Linked DNA regions of Mus musculus: region 1 is linked to region 2. A link is a contact called in public Hi-C data. All regions are on one chromosome and are shown on one strand. The core of a region is the stretch at or near the end of the contact, and the rest is flanking DNA. Distances in the headings are between cores, read along the strand shown.

Region 1 (3,960 bases), core at 577-3,076, 190 kb after region 2:
CAGCCATTTGGTGGACATTGGTTGAGTCATTTGCTAACACCTGCTCTCATGTAGCCCAGGCTGGCCTTGTGGATTCAACACATGCAAGGATGACCCTACTCCTCATCCTCCTACCCCCATCATCCGCGTGCTACAATTACAGGTATGTGTCGCCTCCTTGTGGTTTATGGGATGCTGAGGATCAGTTCCAGTGCTTTGCAAATGCTAAACAAACTCCCAACTGAGTCGCAGTCTCAGCCTCTTCCCAGGGTTTCCTTCCCTGTCATGCAGGTGGGCCTTCCTCTCATTCAGACCATCTCCGTGAAAGGTTTTCCAGCACCCATACAAACATCCAAGAATCTTCAAGTTGGGGCTTGCTTTCCTTTTGGGGATGGCTGCTGCTGTTATAGGTGAGGTCTAGGGTCTCCCACAGAGTTCTCATCTCACTTCAGGCCTGTGGCTGCTCTAGGCTGGATCTTTTCGTCCTGGCCTTGCTCTGTGCCTAGAGAAGAGAGCAGTGAGAGATGGGCTAGGCTGATGCTGGCCGGGGTTGGAGGGAGGAGGGAAGATTAATTGGTTCTCATTAGCCTAGGAGTCAATTTGCAGACATTCGGTAAGAGCCCCTGTAAAGAAAGCTGTTGACAAATTGGAGTAGATTCAAACCAAACAGCGAGGCCCTTGAGGGACTGAGGAAGGACTGGAGAGCCCCGAGCAACAAGCAAGGTTGATTGGCTCTCACATAGGCCTCCATTGTGGGCATGGGCCAGCCATATACCCTGCTGATTGGACAACCATGGTCTGATCTCACAGGTGAACACAGTGGGCCTCCTCCAGTGTCAGTGAACTCGACCAAGTTCACAGGGCAGCCAGGACCCAGAGCTCACATGCCTCGTCCCCATAGTGATATCTGGGCCTTCCAGTTCAGGGCTGCCTCTGTCAGGATGCAGCTCTCTCTTTCTCTCTCTCTCTCTCTCTCTCTCTCTCTCTCTCTCTCTCTCTCTCTCTCTCTCTCTCTCTCTCTCTCTCCCTTCTGGTTTCCAGTCTCTTCATCTATCAGCTAGGCACTCTCAGGCCGAAAGGGCTTCTGGGTAGTAGCAGACAGTCCCAGCTATTTCTGGATTCAGCTGCTGCATCTCTGGATCCTGGGCGAGCCTCTTGTCTCTGCATACCTATTGCAGTGTGCTTAGCTAGTTAACACATGGTGGCAAAAATAGAGGAAAGCAGCCGAGGGGTTCCAACCCACAAACCCCTCTGAGCACACTGCTCTGTCCAAAGGCTACAGAACTAGTGAGGCTTATCTGAACCCTGAGCTGGGTTTTGAGGAGTAGATAGGAGTTTCCTTGATGCTAGCACTGGGTGGACGGAACAGCACGGGTCCAGGCACAGGGAAGCAGGTGTAGTAAGTGATGGGGTACTGCGATGTGGAGTGACTTGGTGTGTGAGGGAGGTTAGGTTCAGCATGGCCTCTCTCTCCCGCTGCTCAGAGTAGCAGGTGAGTGCCCGGGCATCCTGGTGGCCTGTGAATTCCCCAGGGCTTCCGGCCAGCCCCACCCTGCAGAGCTGTCTGGCACCCGGTGTGAAAATGAAGATTGATCATGGCGGCAAGGCAGCCTGGCCGCAGAGCCAGCCGGGAGTTGCAGCAACCCCGGGCTTCATTATTATTTTAAGTGTTACTCAGCTTCTTTATTGAATTCTCCAAGTCAGGAAAAATTCTGGCGAGATAAGAAGTTGACATTTTCAGACGCAGCAACGAGAGAACTGTGCAGGCGGCGAGGACAGCGCGCGCAGAGCCTGCTTGGCATGAGAATGTCCCAGCCCACTGCCACCACCCACGGCCACACAGGCACATGCACAGGCGTGCTGACTCAGGACAAGGGAGCCCAGCCAACCGGGGGTGGGGGCAGAGGGGAGGGAGAGAGGGGGAAGGCTGCTTCCGAGAAAACCACTGGAGACCTCTCTCTTCTCTCTACCTCCCCCTACCCTGCCTGTCTCCCTACCTTCCTTTATTGAGTACCTACTATGTGCCAGGCTGGGGTGCACACTAGCTCAGCATAGGGCTCTTTTTTTGCCTTAGAGTAAGGCTGAGGATCACAAGCTGTCACTGTGGAGCAGTGTGCACGTGAACAAGGCCAAGTAGAACTCAGGGGAGGAGATAACCTAGGGTCCTTCCAGGCCTGATTCCTGGGTGTGTCTGAGGCTACTGGCCTGAAGTGAAGTAGGTATTGACTTTGGGTTCAGTATCTGTTTGCTAAGCACATGATCACAGTACACCTGCTAAAGAAATGGACAGCTCTTTCTGGGAAGCTACATAGGAATTTCTGTATGGATCTTAAGGGAATTATGATTATAGGGTTTTCTCAAGGGAACATATTTTGTTGGTCTTCTGTGAAGGTCATGGCTGGGGATACAGACCTGATGGGGAGGCCCAGCCAATATGGCCAAAGGACAGAGGAAGAGACAGAGGTAAGATATGGAGGCCAAGGTTCCAGAGCCATCTCTTCAGATCCTTGGCTGGCTGGCCTCAGGCCTGGAACAAAATGGGTCTGAATTTGAGTATTCCGTGAAAGAATGACATGATCTCAGACACACACAACATTGTCCCAGCCCTGTGGTGGGAAGGTCCTGAGACCATCTCACCTGCACATGAACTCTAGGAAATTACTGTCCCAGAACAGGCTGAGTCTAGGTCATTGTCTTAGGGTCACCACCTGCCTCTGTGGCCTCCTCTTTCACATAGGTACACTTAGGGGTACAGAGAGACACACAGATGCATCCACACAGACATACTCATGAGCAAGCCTGCAGCTGCTAGTCCCTCTTCATCCTTCCAGCTTACACAGGACAGAGCTTTCTGCACCCCAGGGCTTTACCTCTTCTCTGTAAACCCATGGGCAACGGTTATGTCGGGAATGTTCCCCAAAGGCCCATATACTAACTTAATCATAGCCAGGGACATTGGAGGGTGGAGTCTTTAAGAGGTGGGGCCTGGTGGTAGGAAGTTAAGTCATTGGTGCCCCCTTGAAGAAAAGTATGGGGAACCTACCCCCTCTCTCAGCTTCCTTGCTCTGAGGGGTGAACAGGCCTTCTCTGCCACCATGATATACTCTGCTGCCATAGACCCAAAGCAACAGGGCCTGGTGACCACGGGCTGGAATCTTTGAACTGTGAGGCATATCTTTTCTTCCTCTTTGCTCTTTGTCTCAGGTATTTTGTCTTAGTCACAAAAAACTGACAAGAATTCAGGCCCCTCACAATGAAAAGCCTTGTGCGTACAGAGTAACAGCAGTTTGTAGCTCAGGGGCCGAGGTTTGACCACAATGGCACAATGGCACAATGGGCAGGCTCTTCAGAGACATGGCCTGGGGACTAGTTGTAGCTTGTCAGGTTTGAGATAGTTCTGCTAACTGCCAGCCCAAGCATCTCTCCCTGTAAAGGATGGTGCGAATCTCTCTTGACTCAGGAGGAACTGCTAAGCACATCTGCTTGGCACTAATAACAGCCTGGGCCACCGTGTCTCATTTATTCCTTTCTACCCTGGCCTGTGTCTCTGTGCACTGAGCTCTCAGCAAGGAGCATCCTGACCAGCTTACAGTACAGGCCTCAGCTGCTATCTCCCTTCTCTCTACCATCCTGTGGCTTGCACGTGACTAAACCTTAGAACACACCTCTCCTGTATCCTCTGCCCTACCTCAATCTAAGCATTCCTTAGCCCATTGGTGTAGTAGAGCTTGCCTACTACTTCAGGGCAATGAGAAAGCATCTCCGAGGTCTCTCTGATCCTCCTTCCTCCCAAGGCCCCTGGACTTGCAGATCTCTAAGCCCAGTCCCTAGACCTTCAGACTCTCACCTTTCCTCTCCCTGCTAGCTGTTGACTCTCACTATCTGCCTCTCTAATTTGATGGACTCCATGAGGTAAGGAACCTGGCCACTCAGTCATGTGTCCACAGTAGGTAAGAGGGTAAAGTTACCTTTGAAGGTAGC
Region 2 (3,575 bases), core at 80-2,579:
CTGTCCTGGGGAAGGTGCAGGACTGGGGTGATGGTGAGCAAGGCAACCTGTACCCAGGAGCTGAAGTGGAAGTAGAAGATCATCCTGGATAAGATGTTGTCCACCCAGGGCAGGATGTGGTTCTTGGCCCAGGCTGCCATCTGGCCGTAGGAGAGGAGGATGGTGCTGCTGGCCCACTTCCACCGAAGGTCCTCAGTGTTCTGGCCGTGGAGCTGGGTAGGAGTGGATTTGGGGTTGGGTCTTGCCCACTGTCTACTTGGGGAGTGGTGAGAAGGGGGTACCCCGATCCCAGCAAGGTGGGGGAAGGGAGTGTCCAGAGGGTCTTTGTTCACCAAATGAGAACAGCAGAAGTGAAATTAGATTTTCAGGGAGTTAGGCTGATTATACCAGGACATCAAAGGCATTGTACTAGGCTCCATTGGAACTGGAAGAGTTGAGGCCTCTCCCGTGATAGTCTTTCCCTACAGCCCAGCACCCTGATGGGCACACCACACACTTATGGGCTGCCGGGGGGGGGGGGGCTGGAAAGATCATGCTTCCATCCAGGCAGACAGTAATGGGCAAAGTGGAATTTCCTGCTTGACTGTGGCCCAGAGTCATCTCTCCTCTCAGATGTCACCACGGTACTAGCGTGGTGACATTGCAAAAACAGTGACAGGTACCCACGGAGAGTCTGAGGCATGCACTTCAGTTCTGCCACTTGCCAGATGTGAAGAGCCAGCGGAGCCTCCTCTAGGTTGCAGGGTTAACCATGAACAGACCTGCAAGAGCATGAAGAACCTCCCCAACCCAAAATTCCTTTGGAGAGGTTCCCAGGCACTGTCTTCCAGGGGGAGTCACGTAGGGTGCAGTAAGGTGGCACAGAATGGAGCCCCCTCCAGTGTGCACAAGCAATTCTCAGGCCAAGAGTCTCACCTTTTAGATAAATCTTTGCCTCAGTGGCAACCATAATCCTAGAGTGGTTGCTATGTTTCCCTTCATGCAGTGTAGGATTTGATGTCCGCCCCTACTCCACCCCCCCACCCCCCCCACCACCCTAGGAACCCTGAGTTGATACCTTCAGGGAAAAGTTCTGCAGGCTCCTCTTGAAGGGTGTGCTCCGTCCAAACTGTTCTAAGATAGCCCAGGCATCATCCAAGTGGTTTACTGCAACCAGTCCCACTGTGAGAGCAATGCCCTGTGGGCAGAGTCCCCCCTGAGTCTGTGATCTGGATCCTGTAATTCCCCACTCCACCAGCAGGGGGCAGGAACTCACACACAATTGAGGACCTGCAGCTCAGAGCCCAGACACCCAGGAGGTGGGTGGAGTTGGGGGTGGGAAGAGGAAGAAAGGGAGCTTTGGGGTTGGTTGTCTCTCGTGCCAGCTCAGCTCTGGGCAGACATGCTCAGGATAGGAGTGAAGATGTATGAGATGCGAGAGATGCGATTGGGGCTTAGTTCGTCAGAGTTCATGCTGTGATCAGCCCTCAGGACATGACCAGGATCAGGCCTCAGTGTGTTTTCATGTTCAGGTCTCAGACTGTGAGGAGCCCTAGGGCTCAGTGTGTGGCCAGGAGGAGGGCTCAGATTCTGACTGGAGAACCACGATATGAGAGTTATAAGGACTCAGTATGCGCACAGACTCAGGAGGTCTCGGTGTCAGCGTCAGGAGCAAGGTTCAGCGTGTGGTGGGACTAGGGGCTCAGCGTGTGACCTTCAGGGCTCGCTATGGGAGCAGGATTAACAGTCGGTGTGCATTCGAGGATCAGGGTTCATTGTGAAACCAGGGAAGGGGCTCATTCTGTGACCAGGGACAAGGCTGAGTATGAACAGGGTCAGGGCTCAGTGTGAGATAGGACCATGGTTCAGTGTGTGATAAGGATCAGAGCTCTGTGTGACGGAAACCAGGGATTGGTAGGTGACCAGCACAACTCAGTTTACTGAGCCCTTACCTCCCCAAACCCCTGCTTTGACCCTCACCTCCCCCTGCCTGGGGCCTCCCTTCCCCCCTTTGGGGCCTCACCTCCCTTTGCTTGGCCCACTGGTGAGATGTCTCCAAGAGGGTTGTGAGATGCGTCCTGACGGTGGTGCTGTTCTCCTCAGCTTGAAGGATTAGCCCGTAGTAGGTGAACAGGAAGGCCTGGTGGGATTCAACATCCTGTCCTGAGTGGGACCCACCTGACCTGAGCGCCTATGACCAAGTTCCCCAGGTTTCCTTACTCTGAGGCCACCCTTCCCATCTTGCCCGAGGAAGGCCTAAACCCCAGCCTGTGGTGAGGAAGGGAGGTGCTTCTAGTCCAGCTGCCCAGGCCTCGTTCCTTCTCCCTTTGTTCAAGGGCCCTGCTTGTCTGTGACAGATCCCATGGGCCTGTGTGGTGAATAGGCTGGGGCCCTTGGGAACAGTGTGTGTGTGGGGGGCTACCTTGTCCGGGGTTTGCTCTTGCTGTGTTCTGCCAGACTTGGTGATGGCCCACAGCAACTCCTTGGACCACACATCTGTGTTCAGGAACGGCACCGACTTTCTGGCCATCTGTGAGGCGAGGCAGGCAGGGCTTGGAGGCACTTTCCCAGAGCCGGAAAGCCCTGGCTTCATTAGCCCCTCCTCCTTCCTCTAAGTTTTCAGCACTTTGGCTTGTTGGATGGATCTCAGAGATGGAGAACATGTTTCTCAAGGTACCCCCCAGCTGTGTTCAGGATATCTGAACCCTGGGAGGCTGCAGTGTGGTATCCAGCCATGTTCCCAGCCTGGGCTGAGGGCCCAGCATCAGTGAAAGTGGCCCTGAGACAGGGTGGGCCTCATAGACAGGGTTGAGTCTGCTTCTCAGTGTGTTTCCAGTGCCTGGCATGGTGCCAGCCTGTGGCAGACGCTCGACTGTTTCTTAATGAAATGAGGGATCAATGCAATGACCCTTCTAAATGCAGGATTCTGGAAGGTTCCATCGTAGCTCAGTAGGATGACTGTAATTATGTCTAATAGACCTTCATTTCCAACACTCCCAGATGCCGTAAGTCAATGAGCCTGAGGTTTTTGTTCCTAATATTCTTCTGGTGTTAGGGACACACCTTAACACTCAACTCTTAGAAAATATTGATAAACGGTCAAAGTCGTTTGTTTGAAACATGTAAGCTAAGTTGAGAGATACAGTTGAGAGTACGATGTCCCCGGCCTCTCTTTTTGGAACAGTAATGTCGATTCTGTGGCACTGCGTGTTGGAAGTATGTCGTTTTCTTCTTGATTTTACAGGGTACAATTAAGGGATTACCTTGAGTCCCCGAAAGAGACTGAACTGTGGACCTTTCAGCAGTGTTGAGACCGTGGAGAGCTATGAGGACTTTTAGAGTTGGATTAAATGCATTTTGTTCTGATACGGCTACAAGCCCGTGGGGACCAGGAATGGAATGTGGTGGCTTGAAGGATAATGGCCCCCATAGTCTCATATATTGGAGTATGTGGTCCCTAGTTGGTGGAACTATTTAGGGAGGATTAAGAGGTATTGGAGGAGGTGTGTCTCTGGGGGTGAGCTTTGATGTTTCAGAAACCTACAACATTTCCAGTTTACTCTCTGTCTCCTGCTTACGGACTAGATGTGAGCCCT

The links. Hi-C and Micro-C count contacts between places; a contact is called where the count stands out from the background.
Region 1: a Hi-C map of cerebral cortex shows a contact between it and region 2, with 2.9 times the contacts expected there. The contact joins two enhancer-like sites. A contact is called at or near these places in 5 of 484 Hi-C or Micro-C datasets (cerebral cortex, cortical neurons, differentiating embryonic stem cells and 1 more), 1 of 115 datasets of contacts at active chromatin or transcription factors (embryonic stem cells) and 1 of 9 other capture datasets (embryonic stem cells).

Annotation. Positions count from the first base shown.
Region 1 is chr15:73,980,750-73,984,709 of GRCm38.p6, forward strand. No RefSeq gene overlaps it. Among named protein-coding and RNA genes, the nearest start is that of Gm32355, 7.3 kb to the right of the region's middle. Within about 2 kb of position 1,827, at least 35 of the 459 cell types and tissues checked have an H3K27ac peak or open chromatin away from gene starts, as enhancers often do. A contact at or near this core is called in cerebral cortex, where this site is marked.
Region 2 is chr15:73,790,667-73,794,241 of GRCm38.p6, forward strand. It overlaps Mroh5 (maestro heat-like repeat family member 5), which reads right to left. Exons shown (of 11, transcript NM_001368162.1): 5 at 2,402-2,509; 6 at 2,003-2,119; 7 at 1,058-1,177; 8 at 54-212. Among named protein-coding and RNA genes, the nearest start is that of Ndufb4c, 17 kb to the right of the region's middle. Within about 2 kb of position 1,330, at least 61 of the 459 cell types and tissues checked have an H3K27ac peak or open chromatin away from gene starts, as enhancers often do. A contact at or near this core is called in cerebral cortex, where this site is marked.